Regions from separate parts of the Rattus norvegicus genome. Here region 1 is linked to region 2. The links are chromatin contacts, called in public Hi-C maps. All regions are on one chromosome and are shown on one strand. Each heading gives the region's core, a stretch centred on a gene start, on an enhancer-like site or on the middle of the called end of the contact. The rest is flanking DNA. Distances are from core to core; before and after follow the strand shown.

The links. Hi-C and Micro-C count contacts between places; a contact is called where the count stands out from the background.
Region 1: a Hi-C map of liver shows a contact between it and region 2, with 3 times the contacts expected there. The contact joins the promoter of Lsm14b here to the enhancer-like site in region 2. A contact is called at or near these places in 3 of 12 Hi-C or Micro-C datasets (frontal cortex, kidney and liver).

What each region holds. Positions count from the first base shown.
Region 1 is chr3:187,501,053-187,507,396 of GRCr8, forward strand. Lsm14b (LSM family member 14B) reads left to right here and starts at 2,199. Exons shown (of 8, transcript XM_063285136.1): 1 at 2,199-2,597; 2 at 3,958-4,121; 3 at 5,362-5,497. The coding sequence starts at 2,240.
Region 2 is chr3:187,401,811-187,408,420 of GRCr8, forward strand. It overlaps Taf4 (TATA-box binding protein associated factor 4), which reads right to left. Exons shown (of 15, transcript NM_001402170.1): 10 at 5,268-5,437; 11 at 4,833-4,963; 12 at 3,857-3,982; 13 at 2,953-3,009; 14 at 2,289-2,408. Among named protein-coding and RNA genes, the nearest start is that of Taf4, 56 kb to the right of the region's middle. Within about 2 kb of position 1,526, at least 2 of the 93 cell types and tissues checked have an H3K27ac peak or open chromatin away from gene starts, as enhancers often do. A contact at or near this core is called in liver, where this site is marked.

The DNA.
Region 1 (6,344 bases), core at 949-3,448, 100 kb after region 2:
GCTGTGCTAGCCAGGAAACACTTCTCCAGTGGATACATGGGTCAAATTTCAATCTTGCACAGCTATTCCCTTTCTTGGGACTGTGCAAGGACCCTCCATTCCTGGTGCTGGGCAGGACATCAGGAATCAATGGCAGAGCCTGTATTCCTAGACCTGGGCAGTGTATGTATTTTTAGCCTCTGCACTCTGGCCATCTAGACTGTGTCTAGTGTCCTCAGGGAACCACCCAGTTGCAGATGCAGGAGTCTGGCAGGCACTTTGAGGTAGCTGGGAGCCAAACCCCCTTCCTCCATCTCAAGTTCTAGAACTCAGGAAGAATCAGCCTATGTTAACTGAAGAATGCACACACTTCCAACCCAGAGGCTTGTGACTCTGTGACCTTGAAAGGTAGGGGCTACACAGAGGGATCCCCAGCCAGGTCACTGAAGTGCCTACAGGCCCACCCATCCACTCACCCCATCAAGTACAACCTGGATGTCTGAGTGAGCACGGTCATGCTGTAGTGACAGCCCAGATGCCCCACAGACCAGGAGAACTCCCCAACAGGGCTGCCTCAGTTTTCCTGAGCACAATTTTCCTGAGTCAAGATGCAGCTGTGGAAAGTGTGGCTGAATTATGGTTGATCAGACTTGTCTGCCTTCTTTGCTGCTTGGTGATGGAGGCTGCTGGTGTTGCTCCGTGGGTCTCACAAAGGTGGCGGGGGATAGGGTGGGTCGGTGTGGAACAGGATGCATACATAGCATTTGAGGTCCAGAATAACATTTTAAAGAACTCTCCAGGCTCATCAGCAATTCACCCACATACTATGCTTGTTTCTGCCTCTGTAAACCCGGGAAAGTTGTCTCACTATGGGTATCTAGTGGTGGCTCATTCTCAAAATTTTAGCATGTCGGAAGGCTGAGGTAGGAGGTTAGAGACCAGTCTGGGTTACATAGTCAGTTCCAGGCCAGCTAAGGCTAAGAGTAAGACCCCTGTCACAACTAAAACTAAAACTAAAAACAAAAACAAACAAACGAAAAACCAAAAAAACCAACCAAACAAAAACTAGGCTCAGCAAGATGGCTCAGTGGGTAAATGCTGATGCTAAGTGTGACCCCCTGAGTTCCCATTTCCAGGACCCCTATGCTTCCAGGAAGCAGAGAACTCCTAGTTGTCCTCTAACCTCTACACATGTTGTGACATATGCACACATGCATACACACACAAACATGCGCACCAAATAAGAAAATATTAAAATTTAAAAATGTTCACAACTATTCCCAGCATCCTCTGGCGGTAAGTTGATGTCACCACAGTAAGAAGTACTTTTCATGTCTCACATTTAAGAGAAACTGTTTCACCAAACAGTACTTACTTTCACTCTATGGGATGTTCCCTTATCTCCTCTTTCATTCTATTTCACGTTTATGAAATGCTGATCGCCACCTACCAAATTTCTCATAGTAACTAATATTGGGCCCTAATCTGACGGCGGAGACTAACTGTAAATAAACAAGCGCCATACATACAAAGCCACTAATCATGCATGACGCGGAGCCAGCACCGCAAGAACAGGAAGAGATTTAAGGGGGAGAATCTTCCAATTTCATAGCTGCGCAGTCTGAGGACGCGTGCAGGCAGGCGGGAGCCACCCAAGACAGTCAGGGCTTATTTTAAGGACATCAGCGCTGCTGGCTTGGGAGGAGAGCAGGGCTGCCCTGGGCTGCCCCAGTACTTTCTATTTCGGGGCTGCCCCGCCGGGAGCGCTACAGAACTGAGCAGTACTCGCCTGCCAGTTCCAAGGCTCCCAGGCGCGAGCCGCACTGAAGACGCACCTGGCCCAGCGCTGGCTAACAGTCGGGGTCCAGCTCCTGCAAACAAGAAAGGAAGACTGACATCTCCAGCCTATTAACACCTGAGCCCGAAGGGTGCCTCCGGCACGCGCGGCGGGAGGAGCCTGGCGCTCCTCCAGGACCAGCCCCAGCCCCGCCCCCGAGTTTGCAAACAGTGGCCTCACGCCTGCCTCGCGCACGCGCGCTCCGCCCCGCCCGCTTAGTCTCACGCCCCTAGGCCCTGCGCGGAGCCCGCCGGGAACCGGCTGGGAAGACCCACAGAAGCAGGTCCTGGCTGGCAGCTCCTAGCTGCGCAGCCGCGGGCCCGCCCACCGCCGGCGGCGCGGCCATATTTAAAGGGAGCCGGCAGCCAGGAGCCAATGGGCTACGAGCGTACGGGGGCGGCGCGCGGTGGCGGGAGGCCCCGGATGTGGCTGCGGCGGCGCTCCTCCCCCGCTCCCCTCAGACTCCGGCTAAGCGCCTCGTTCCGCTCCCTCTCCCGCTCGCTCGTGGCCCGCAGGCCCCTAGGCGCGGCAGAAGGCGCCTCGGCGGCGGCGGCGCGGAGCTGCGCAGGAGTGGGCGGCCAGGCCACCGCGCGGCGGCGGAGCGGGCGGGGCCCGGCGCTGGTCCCCCGCGCCCTGCGCGCCCCGGCCGCCGCCATGAGCGGCTCGTCCGGCACCCCGTATCTGGGCAGCAAGATCAGCCTCATCTCCAAGGCGCAGATCCGCTACGAGGGCATCCTCTACACCATCGACACCGACAACTCCACCGTGGCGCTCGCTAAAGGTAGCGGCCAGTCGCCGCCGCGCGCCCAACTGCCGCCCCAACAGCTCGCCGCCCCGCGCCTGCCCGCACAATGGTGTTCCCCGCTTCGGCGGGGGCCGTAGAAGGAGCGGACCAGGGTCCTGCCGGTGTCAGGGGGTGGGGCGGCTTTGAAGCCGTAGACCTCCCCACCTGAGAGACGCCCCCGCGGGGCGAGACACGCGCCGAGGCGGGGGGCCGGGGTCCTGCGCGCTCTCTTTGGAACCCTTTGGTAGCCACCGCCCGTCGAGTCCCGGTGCAGCCTCCAGCCGAGCTAGGGCGTCGGTTGAGCTGCGGCTGCCCTGCTCTGAACTTGAACTCTCCCGACCCTTTCCACTTGAGGGGTTGGCTTGTTGAGAGAAGTCCAGAGTCGGTGCGCTAGTCGCAGCAGCGTGAGGGCCCAGAGCTTCTTTGTCTTCTTTCTCCGCGTTAAATGGGGCGCTCGTTTCCTTCGGCTTTCCAGAAGCTTGAGCGCCGCAGCCCTCCCGGGGTGGGTTAGACCCACGAGGGTGCGGATGGAAGAACGGTCGAGGCCAATCTGAAGCCGGCGTGCTGCAGTCCTAAGCCATTCTCCCAAACCCTAGCCATACCTTCTATTTGAAGCGTGCTGCCCCGACCCAGACTGCGGTGCTGCAGGGAAGAGCTCAGGGTTGGGGGGGGGGGTGGTGTTCCCTTGAACTCTTCATGCTGCACTTGACGAGAGATTCCCCAGTTGGAGAAACACCCAGAGTAGGCCCCTGTCCACAATCCGAGTTTCTGCTTAAAGCCTGCTACCAGATTCAGCTCAGCCCAGGAGTGTTGCCAAAGAGAGCCGTGCTAGCTAGATCCATCCTGTAGAGGGTCCTTTGGGTCCAGGATTTCCTTACGAACATAGAAGCTAATGTTGGAGGTCTGAGTTTGGGGACCTGTTCCCTTTGTTTCTGCAATAACCATGGCCTGTTGTTTGTACCAGGGCTAGGGAGACTTTTCGTGTTTGCCTCAAAGTCTCCTCAGCTGCAGCTTGTGATGAGGGCCCAGGGTTCCATCTGTAAATTCAGATTTGAGAAAAGAGGTTCTGCAGCGCCGTCCTCGTCTGCGAAGAGCTCTGTCCGTCCACGGGTTTTTGCAGATTATCAGGGAGCCTTGTGAGGCTTGGAATTCTAGTGAAATTCTCATGTCATCTTCCTGAACTACTGTCCCTTGTGATCTTTGCCACGTGGTGCTTTATAGGTGTTGTCAGCTGGAAATTGAGAGATTAAGTAGCTGCTAATTGTTGAGAGTGCTGTGTCAGGGTGCTGTGGTCAGAAGCTCGAGCAAACGGACTTGGCAAGGACAACAACTTACCTGTCTTTTTCTCAACCCTAAGTGAGGTCCTTTGGTACTGAAGACCGTCCCACAGACAGGCCTGCTCCCCCAAGAGAGGAAATTTATGAGTACATCATTTTCCGGGGAAGTGATATCAAAGATATCACTGTGTGCGAACCTCCAAAAGCTCAGCATGCTCTCCCTCAGGACCCTGCTATTGTTCAGGTGAGTGAGTGTTGACTTCTGAGTGGGTGTGCCTTCACGGGAGAGGCAGGCTTCCACTGGAGAGGCAGGCTTCCACGTGAAAGGCCGTGTCAGCTGTTTGTCTGGAGCCTTCAGCTTGAGGAATTGCCCTCCAGTGAACTGTGGCCTGCTTTTCCTCTAGACAGTTTCTGTTCCTAAAGGGGTTAATTCATGCAGCAGCGTACACTTGACAAGGTAATATGTTCATCATGGCCAGGCCACTGGGGGAAGAGACCTGCAGCTTGCTGTGCCTGATGTACAGATGTTGCTGCTGGTGGTCTTGCCTAGTCCTGGTGTGTGCCTGCAGCTTAGCAGTCCAGCTTTGAATGGCATCGGGTGTCTTCGGGGGTAATGGGGTTGGTTCACTAATAGTTTTCTGCTGTGGTACTGTATTACTGTAGGACACTAAATTTGAAAGTCTTAAACTAAGCCTGACTGCCTGGTAGGTTATACCCCAGGATTACAAGGGGGAAGGACAGCTAAATTATTATCTTTTGTAAGTTTAGACCTTTGTTGGCCTCTCCAGTTTAGACTGCCCCGGTTCCCAAGATGAAGCTATATTTAGAAAGGTAGGAGCAGGCAGGGTGCAGGGTTGGCATTTGGGAGAACCCAAGTCAGATTTCTGAAAAGCTTTGGTGGATAGGTATTCAAGATCTCAAAACTCAGAAAGTAACAACCAGACTAGAGAGGCTGCAAGGAGTCAGGAGGGTGTGGACAGGCAGCCCTCATGAACACTCATCTTGGAGGCAGGTTTGTGGGCAGAGAGAGGAAGGACACACTGGTGATGTGTAAATAGTTCTAGCCTCACAGCTGTTCCTCTTCAAGGGAGCCTTTCTCCACCTAAAAGTGGCATTTCGTCATGTAAAAAAGTCAGATTGCGGTTGGGGATTTAGCTCAGTGGTAGAGCGCTTGCCTAGCAAGCACAAGGCCCTGGGTTCGGTCCCCAGCTCCGAAAAAAAGAAAAAAAAAAAGTCAGATTGCTGTTGGCAGAGGCGGGAGGTGTAAGGCTTTTAAATCTGTGAAGAAGTTCATGCAGCTGTAGTGAAATGTTTGGGGGAAAGGCATGTTTGGCAACAATGGAAACTGCCCAGAACTACTTGCCATACCAGGAGTCCAGACTGACAGACCTGGCACCCTTTCCCTGTCTGAGAAAATGCTGTATATGGAGACTTGAGGGTAACAGGATGTTGCAGCACTCTTACTTGTGTGTCTCATTGTTCAGTCCTCCCTGGGCTCTGCCTCCGCCTCGCCCTTCCAGCCGCATGTGCCTTACAGCCCCTTCAGAGGGATGCCACCGTATGGCCAGCTGGCAGCCAGCTCCCTGCTCAGCCAGCAGTATGCTGCTTCCTTAGGTCTAGGTGAGTGACCGTTTTGTGTGCGCGACTACTCTTACCATGATCACCGTACAGTGGAGTCATGCACCCTGAGAGCCAGGCAGGCTTCATGTCCTACAGCTGCTGGACTCTTGTATGCTAACTGCTCCTGATAAATTACGTCAGCGCAGCTTGAGCTCATAGTGTTGAGTAACTGTTTCCAAGACTGAGAGGCAGCATGTTGAGTTTTGCACCAGATGACATAAATCAGAGTGCTCCTGAAACAAGTTCTGGTGCAGCTGTAGTTTTACAGATGAGATCTGTCTGAGAGCCTATTAACACCCTGTGTCCTATTGTAGCCTAGATTGGTATGTTGCAAGAGCCCAGCTCAAACATGGTTTCTACTGACAGGTTTTACTACTCCCAGAGATCAGCCCTGTCTTTGACCTTGAAGCTGTGTTCAAAACATTGAGAGTTGGGCACTGTCAGTGCTGGGAGTCAGAGATAGGCAAGACCCCTGAGACTGGCTAGCCTACAAATTGAGCCTAATCAGTGAGTTCTGGGCCAACTGAGAGATCCTGTCTTTAAAAAGGTGGATGACGCCCAAGGAAGCAACACCCAAGGTTGACCTATGGCCTCTACACGAATGTGCACATATGTGTATACATACATGCTTTCCCCATCCCTAAGAACAGAGTTTACATCTTGTCCATTCCCCCTTTCTCAGATTCCAGGTAGCTGAGGTAGGGGATGTTAATTAAGCTCCAGACCAATGCTATGGACCACCTGTTGCGATTGCTGTTCTGATGTGGCAGGTGACTTCCCAGCCTGGCTCTAAATACATCATTTGAGAGGTCACTTGGCTCTTTCCAGGCTTGCTAGGATAAGACAA
Region 2 (6,610 bases), core at 276-2,775:
TGTTGTTGGGCTGTTGGTCACAGTTTGTTAAGTAGTTGTGTGTAAAGAAGAAATTAGAATACTGATGAAGATCAAACTTGCCCTAAGGAACTTGACGTGGGAGACGGTGTCTCACTCACTGACTCAGCTATACTGCAGTCAGCAAGCCCTGGGTTCTGTTCTCCTGCCCAGTGCTTGGACTGTGGTGCACACTACAGAACCTGGCTTTTTGTGCCTCAGCTGATAAGTTACAAGGGCTTACACCTTACAATAATTCAGCAAGCTACAAAAACACGCAGCAGAAAAAGTTCATTGGTATCTTCTAACTCCCCTGGTGTCCTTTTCAAAGTGTGAAGTTGCTACCCAAGGTTTTACTCACTTCTTGGCCTCACTTCTGTGTGAGTTTTGGAGGCCTGTATACTTGAACAGTAGACCCAGTTGCTGCAGCTTTTCAGAGAACACATCTACATAAAGATTCTGGCTGAGATTTTCTTCCTATGCCACACTCAGACGTTTTACCTACCCCTGAACTGAGAGGGATGTCCCTGTACCTCTAGGGTATAGTCTCCACACCCAAAGACTGCTGCACAGGGAGTCACTGCTGGCTCCAGGGCTGGAGATGGGTCAGCAGTCCTTGGCAGGGACAGCACTGACCTGCTGAAGCCACTACCCTAAGCTGACCCAATCTGCTTGCTTCACAGCAGGACAGAACTGCCCAAGCAAAACAGACAGCAGTTTCTATGGGGATAAAGGCAAAATAGACTGAGGCCTGGTGGCAACACGAGAGTTCAACCAAGGTTTTAGCTAAGTTTCGCCAGGATGAAGGGTCATTCTCCATTAAGACTCATGTAAAAAATAGCCAAACACAAACACACAGACAGGGGTGCTGTGTTATACTAGACTAGAAAAAAAAATGCCCCACGTCTGCACAGAGCCATAGGAACAGAATAAACTGAAACAAGTCCAGCCCACATTCTTCAGAGTGTGGAAAACCACCCAGGGGCCTCATCACATCTGATCAAAGATGCCCAGCATTCAGTGATAGGCACTAGACATGCACTGAAACAGGGAAAGGAGAACAGTGAGGGGAAACCGAGGCTGGAAGCTTCAATATATATGTTCAACAACATAGGAGAGTTATAGCCATCATAAAGTGGCAGACAGGGGAAGTCTGCTACTCACTAGAGGGATGCTTGCAAATCCATAGCCTATAGATAGAACATTCCTCATGCTGTGGTGACCCCAGCCATAAAATTATTTCAGTGTGACTTCATAACTGTACCTTTGCTACTGCTATGAATCCTAATGTAAACAGCTGACATGCAGGGTATCTGATATGCAACCCCACAGGGGTCTTGACCACAGGTGGAGACCCACTGCTCTAGGCACGCTCAACTAAAATCAACGTTTTGTAAATGGGAACTGCACTGGAGCTCAACAGCCAACAGGAGCTGGCACAACTCCAATCTGGCCGAGGAACAGGACCCAGTCTGAAGGGCACAGAGGAAATCGGTGATGCAATGAACACGAGCAGTACCACAGTCCAGTGCATGTGTGACTGGGACCACAGCACGGTCCAGTGCATGTGTGACTGGGGACCAAGAGGAAGAGAAATGGGAACAGAGCACACCTGAAGAAAACAATGGCCAATGTGGTGCAAATGTACACTGAGGCAGTCTCACATGTGAGTCTAAGCAGCTCAGGAAATGGAAGAAACAAGTTGACCGCCCAGAGACTGACCCTAAGACACGGAAAATCTCTTAAAGAAAGGCCCCAACGGTCAGCAGTCAGACCAGATTACCACACAGAGGCAAGGACAGGAAAAGTGACAACACGCACCTGCACCCTAGAACTCTATAACCAGTGCAGAGTGCACATGCGAGTGACACATGGACCCAGCATCCTCAGCAGCAGCAGTGACGACCACTGAGTGGACACGCAGGTCTGCCACTGCTCTTCTAAATGCAAACGACAATGGTTTAAAGCATAAAGCATTAGGGCAGCACATAAGACACTCAGACTTTGGGCCCAGTGAACAGGTGAGAACTTCTCTCAGTTACACACCCTACAGATGGCCTCACACTGTCTCCACCAGAGCCAATCCTGAATTCCACCCCATGCGTTTCCGTCAGGTTGAACCACGCAGAGCCGACCATGTGTTTTAGCTCATGTTATATGCACAAAAAGGCTACTTGAAAATCAAGTGTCCAACCAAGACCACACCTTTACGGAAGGCCAGGAACTCCCCTGCCTACTGAAGGAAGGCACTCCCCACACCCTCCAGACCTCGGCCTCGTGTTCTGCTATACCTCTGCTCCCGATCCTGGCCCAGCGCAGTCCACCTTCCTCTTCTTCCTGGGCCCGATGGCTGCCAGTGCAGTGAGGTTGGCATCTCGCTGTCGCATCTGTGCCAGCTCCTGCTGCTGCATCTTCATTGGGAAGGAAACAAAACTCATTGCTTCGAGAGTCTTACTGCAAATGTAGCAACAGCTACCAAGAATTTTCTCAAGTTTCCTAAGTCATAACTTCTTTAGAGTTGAGGCTTTTAAAACTAAGGACATGTCTGTAACCAAAAATATTTACAAGACTTTTTAAACAGAAGCTTACCTTAAAATGCTCAGACAATTAGAAGGGGTTTAGGGAGCCTAATCTCACAGAGAGGGACAGGTACTCTCCAGCCAAATGCAGACAGCACAGAAAGAGCCTGGGCTGATGGGTCCCCCAAGAGGACAAAGGAGCAATGGATGCCCACACTGGCAAACGCCAGGTTTCTTTTTTTTTTTTTTTTTTTTTGGTTCTTTTTTTTTCGGAGCTGGGGACCGAACCCAGGGCCTTGCGCTTCCTAGGTAAGCGCTCTATCACTGAGCTAAATCCCCAGCCCCAAACGCCAGGTTTCTAAGTATTGTCTTTTATGTGGGCACCAAGCATGACCACGAACTGCAAGTGCAGTAGAGGCCAAACAGAGAAACTCACCTCCTTTGCTTTCTGCTTCAACCTTAATTGCTCTGGGTCTTCTTGTCTGGATCGAGACTATTTTTGAAAGAAGGAAAAAACAAGAGTCATGCCTTCCATGAACATTACTGAACCCACAGTACCCTGTCCATCTACAGCAGCATTTAGCCAGATGACAGAGTTCCTGCAAATTCTATACATGTTTACATCCAAATGACAAAAATTTAGGTAATAATGGGCCATGAAAAAAATGTCTTTGATACCATCCAGACGCAGTGAGAGAGTCTTAGACATATGGCTACCAGTTTGTCATATGCCTCTGACTCAATGTAGACTGGGAAAGAGCTGGGACAGAGCTCCCAGTCGTGTTGGGCTCAGCAGCTAGTGAGGCTGGCATTCAGCTACCACTCCTCCTACTGCACAAAAAGCTGACACTGGAATTAACATTTCTGGATGACTCTAATCATAAAGTTCCTATACTTAGCTCTGAATGCTCTAGACTGAAAGGCTATATGAACCCACAGGGAAGGGAAGAGGTCAGAATTCTAAGATTTAAGCCCATACCATAGTGTTACACACCTTTAATCCCAACACTCAGAAGGCAGAGGCAGGAAGATCTCTGTAAGTTCAAGGCCAGCCTGGTCTACAGTGAGTTCCAGGACAGCCAGAGCTACATAATGAGTCCTTATTTCAAAAATAAAGCAAAACATTTTTAAAATTAATTAATTAACTAACAAAATGAGAGCTACATCTCTTCTACCAATCTCTAACTGGAGCCAGGCTTCTGCCTCACCTATCCAGCTTCACTCACAACACCCTTCTTTCCACACTTGCCAGAAATGGCGGTGAGCACAAGCCAGTGCCTGGTGAGCAGCTAGGAGGGGGCAGCAAGCTGAGCCTGAGCTGCAGATGGGGTTTAACTTGCCTTTGCTGCCCGCATCAAGATCTCCCTCTCCTGCTCATCTTTCCTCTGCTTTTCAATCTGATCCAACTGTTCAAAGAACTTGAGCTGCGCCCGGACATCACTCGCTTGCTCATATCTGTCGTCATCCTACCAAAAAAAACCCAAAAAGTTAGTACAGACACTGTCAGCGGTGGATTCGGTACTTCAACAAGCATGGATGTGCCTGGCACAGCTGGACATGGTGTGGCAGTTGCTCACATCCCACTGCTCCAGTCCCGACCTCACAAAGACAGGAAGTCTCGTCCAGTTACCAGGAACCCACGAAAGGCCCAACTTGATACACTTTGGCATTTTGAAGCCATATTTAAGTCCTTCTGTATAGAAGTGTCTGTCTATTTTTGTTTTTGAGACAGGGTCCTCTGTCCAGCCCTGACTAGCCTGGAACTCACAATTTTAGACCAGGCTGGGCTTGAACTCACAGAGATCCATCTTCCTCTGCCTCCCGAGTACCAGAAATAAAGGTGTGCACCACCAAGTCCAACTTTCGAAGTGTTTTAAAGCTGACAATTTACCACGGGCTGCTCTGAATGTTCAGACACTGACTCCTTCATCTGTGCAAGTGCTCAAGACGTATTCTGGCTGAAAACCCACTTCATATTCATTCATTCATTCATTCATTCATTCATTCATTCATTCATTCATTCATTCTCTCCCTCTCTCACGCACGCACGCACGGCGGACAGCCTGTAGTTGTAGCTTATGGCTCGAATAGGCCAGGCTGCAGGACCTGGCTCTTTAGATGGAGTAAGAGCACAAGACTCCGTAATCTCCTACGCTCACAGCCCCGTCTCCCGACGCAGGAGCACCTGAGCACACCTGCAGGTAGTGTGTGTGGCTAACAGTGAGCACAGGAACAACCAGGACAACAGGGCTTCCAGACAGCCCAGGTCACGCGGTGAGAACACGAACATTCTCCCCAGGAAAATAGCCTCATTACCTTATAAGAGAAGTTTTTCTGCTGAGCCGTTTCAGATATCTTTTCTACAAGATTCTGCAGCCTTTGCTGTGTGGCATGAGACACGTAACTCACTACATCTGGATGCAGTTCCGTGATGCCGTGCTTTTTACCTGCAGGCCATGCAGAAAAAAGCACTTTATGGTACTTACCCAGCTTCTCTTTATCACGGCCCTGGCTTCTCTCACCCACTAGTTACTGCTTTGTACAATCAAAGGCAGTCTAAGCAGGAAGCAGACTGTCACTGTCCACCTTCTACTACCTGCCAACCAACAGTGGAGTCTGTATAGGGTGAGCCCAAGACAAGGCAGTGGGGCTACAGCAGAAAGGTCGGACTGCGTCTCGCCAGGGTCATGGAACACATCAGACAGACAGGGACTCTCGGCGTCCCAGTGGCGTCACCTGCTGCAGCCGTACCTATTTCTAGTATCCTCCTCTGCAAAGGCGCGGGGAGGAGGAAGGTGTCATCTTTACAGGATCGGGTCAATGTCCCCACCAACTCAGAGTTTGTGGCCAATATTCTTGCACTTTCTTCAGACAGGTTCACTCCAGCCATTGACGCAACATCATTGATGTCGTCATCATCCCTGTGAGAAGAGAGGAACATTCTTGTGGCATTAGGAAATCACAGCTCACTCAGGTGGTTCCAATTCAGTGGCATCTTGCAAGGGGCAGGGAGCAGCAGAAGGGCACTGAGATGAACAGACAGACACACACACAGTCACACACACACACAGTTACACAAACACACCAGGCTCCTACACTGGCCTTGTCCTTTGTTTGACAGTGTCTTGCTGCCTTGTTTGAAAACTGAAGTGTTCAAAGGAAGAACTGTGTGAGGTCACAGCTAAACTGAGTCCACAGAGAGCTCTGTGCCCACCGTCCACAGTCTGTCCCAAGAAAACAAAACCCAGAACACCATCTGTTGCTTTGAAGACTCCATGTTACCTGAAAATTTCTCAAAGAAAGAAGAAAATTTCTTCTCTCAGTCGCAGCTTTCAGAGGAGTTAGAAGAGCACAAAACTCACTCAGAGCCAGCACAGAGTACTACCAGCCAGTCCCAGACAGATGTTTCCTTGTGAAAATGGACTAGCCTAAAAACCTGTCCACATGTGGCCACTGTCCCAAGACCAACCTCTTCCCTGGGGAGGTCTACATCCAGCAACAGGCCCTCCAGTGTCCCTCACTGAACACCCTTCAGCCTGTCTTTAACACATACGCCCTTGGTGTAGGACGACAGGAGAGTCCTCCTTGAAGCCTGACCCTTGGAAGTCTTCACTGAACTGCACTGCCCGTCCCACCCTGCTGCCTGTATGTGTGTGTGCTGAGAGTGACACCCAGTGCTAACCAGTACTGTGGAAGCATCCTGAAGTTTGAACACACACACATGCAACCTTCCTATTGCTTACAAGTCAATCATAGCTCACTTCTACTCAGCCTTTTGATCCTGCCCTATCTGATTAAGTGCTGACCATCCAGATGACCAGCGCAGCCTGGGCTATAGAAAGGAGTCCAGCCCACCTCATGTCACTACCTGAGCCCTGTCCTGACGTGATGAAGTGGGCACAGCTCACACTGTCGTTTGCTTGTCCCTGCTCTTAACCACTATCCCCTGAAGGGCAGCCCTGGTCTATACTGGAAAATGGCTTCTAGTAGGTAAGATATGAGTGACAGGAATGTGCCTAGGCTCTTCCCACAGACCAATTAGGAGCCCCAGCCTCCACTGCATTCCTAAGCATTCCTCCCTGCCCAGCTGGGAC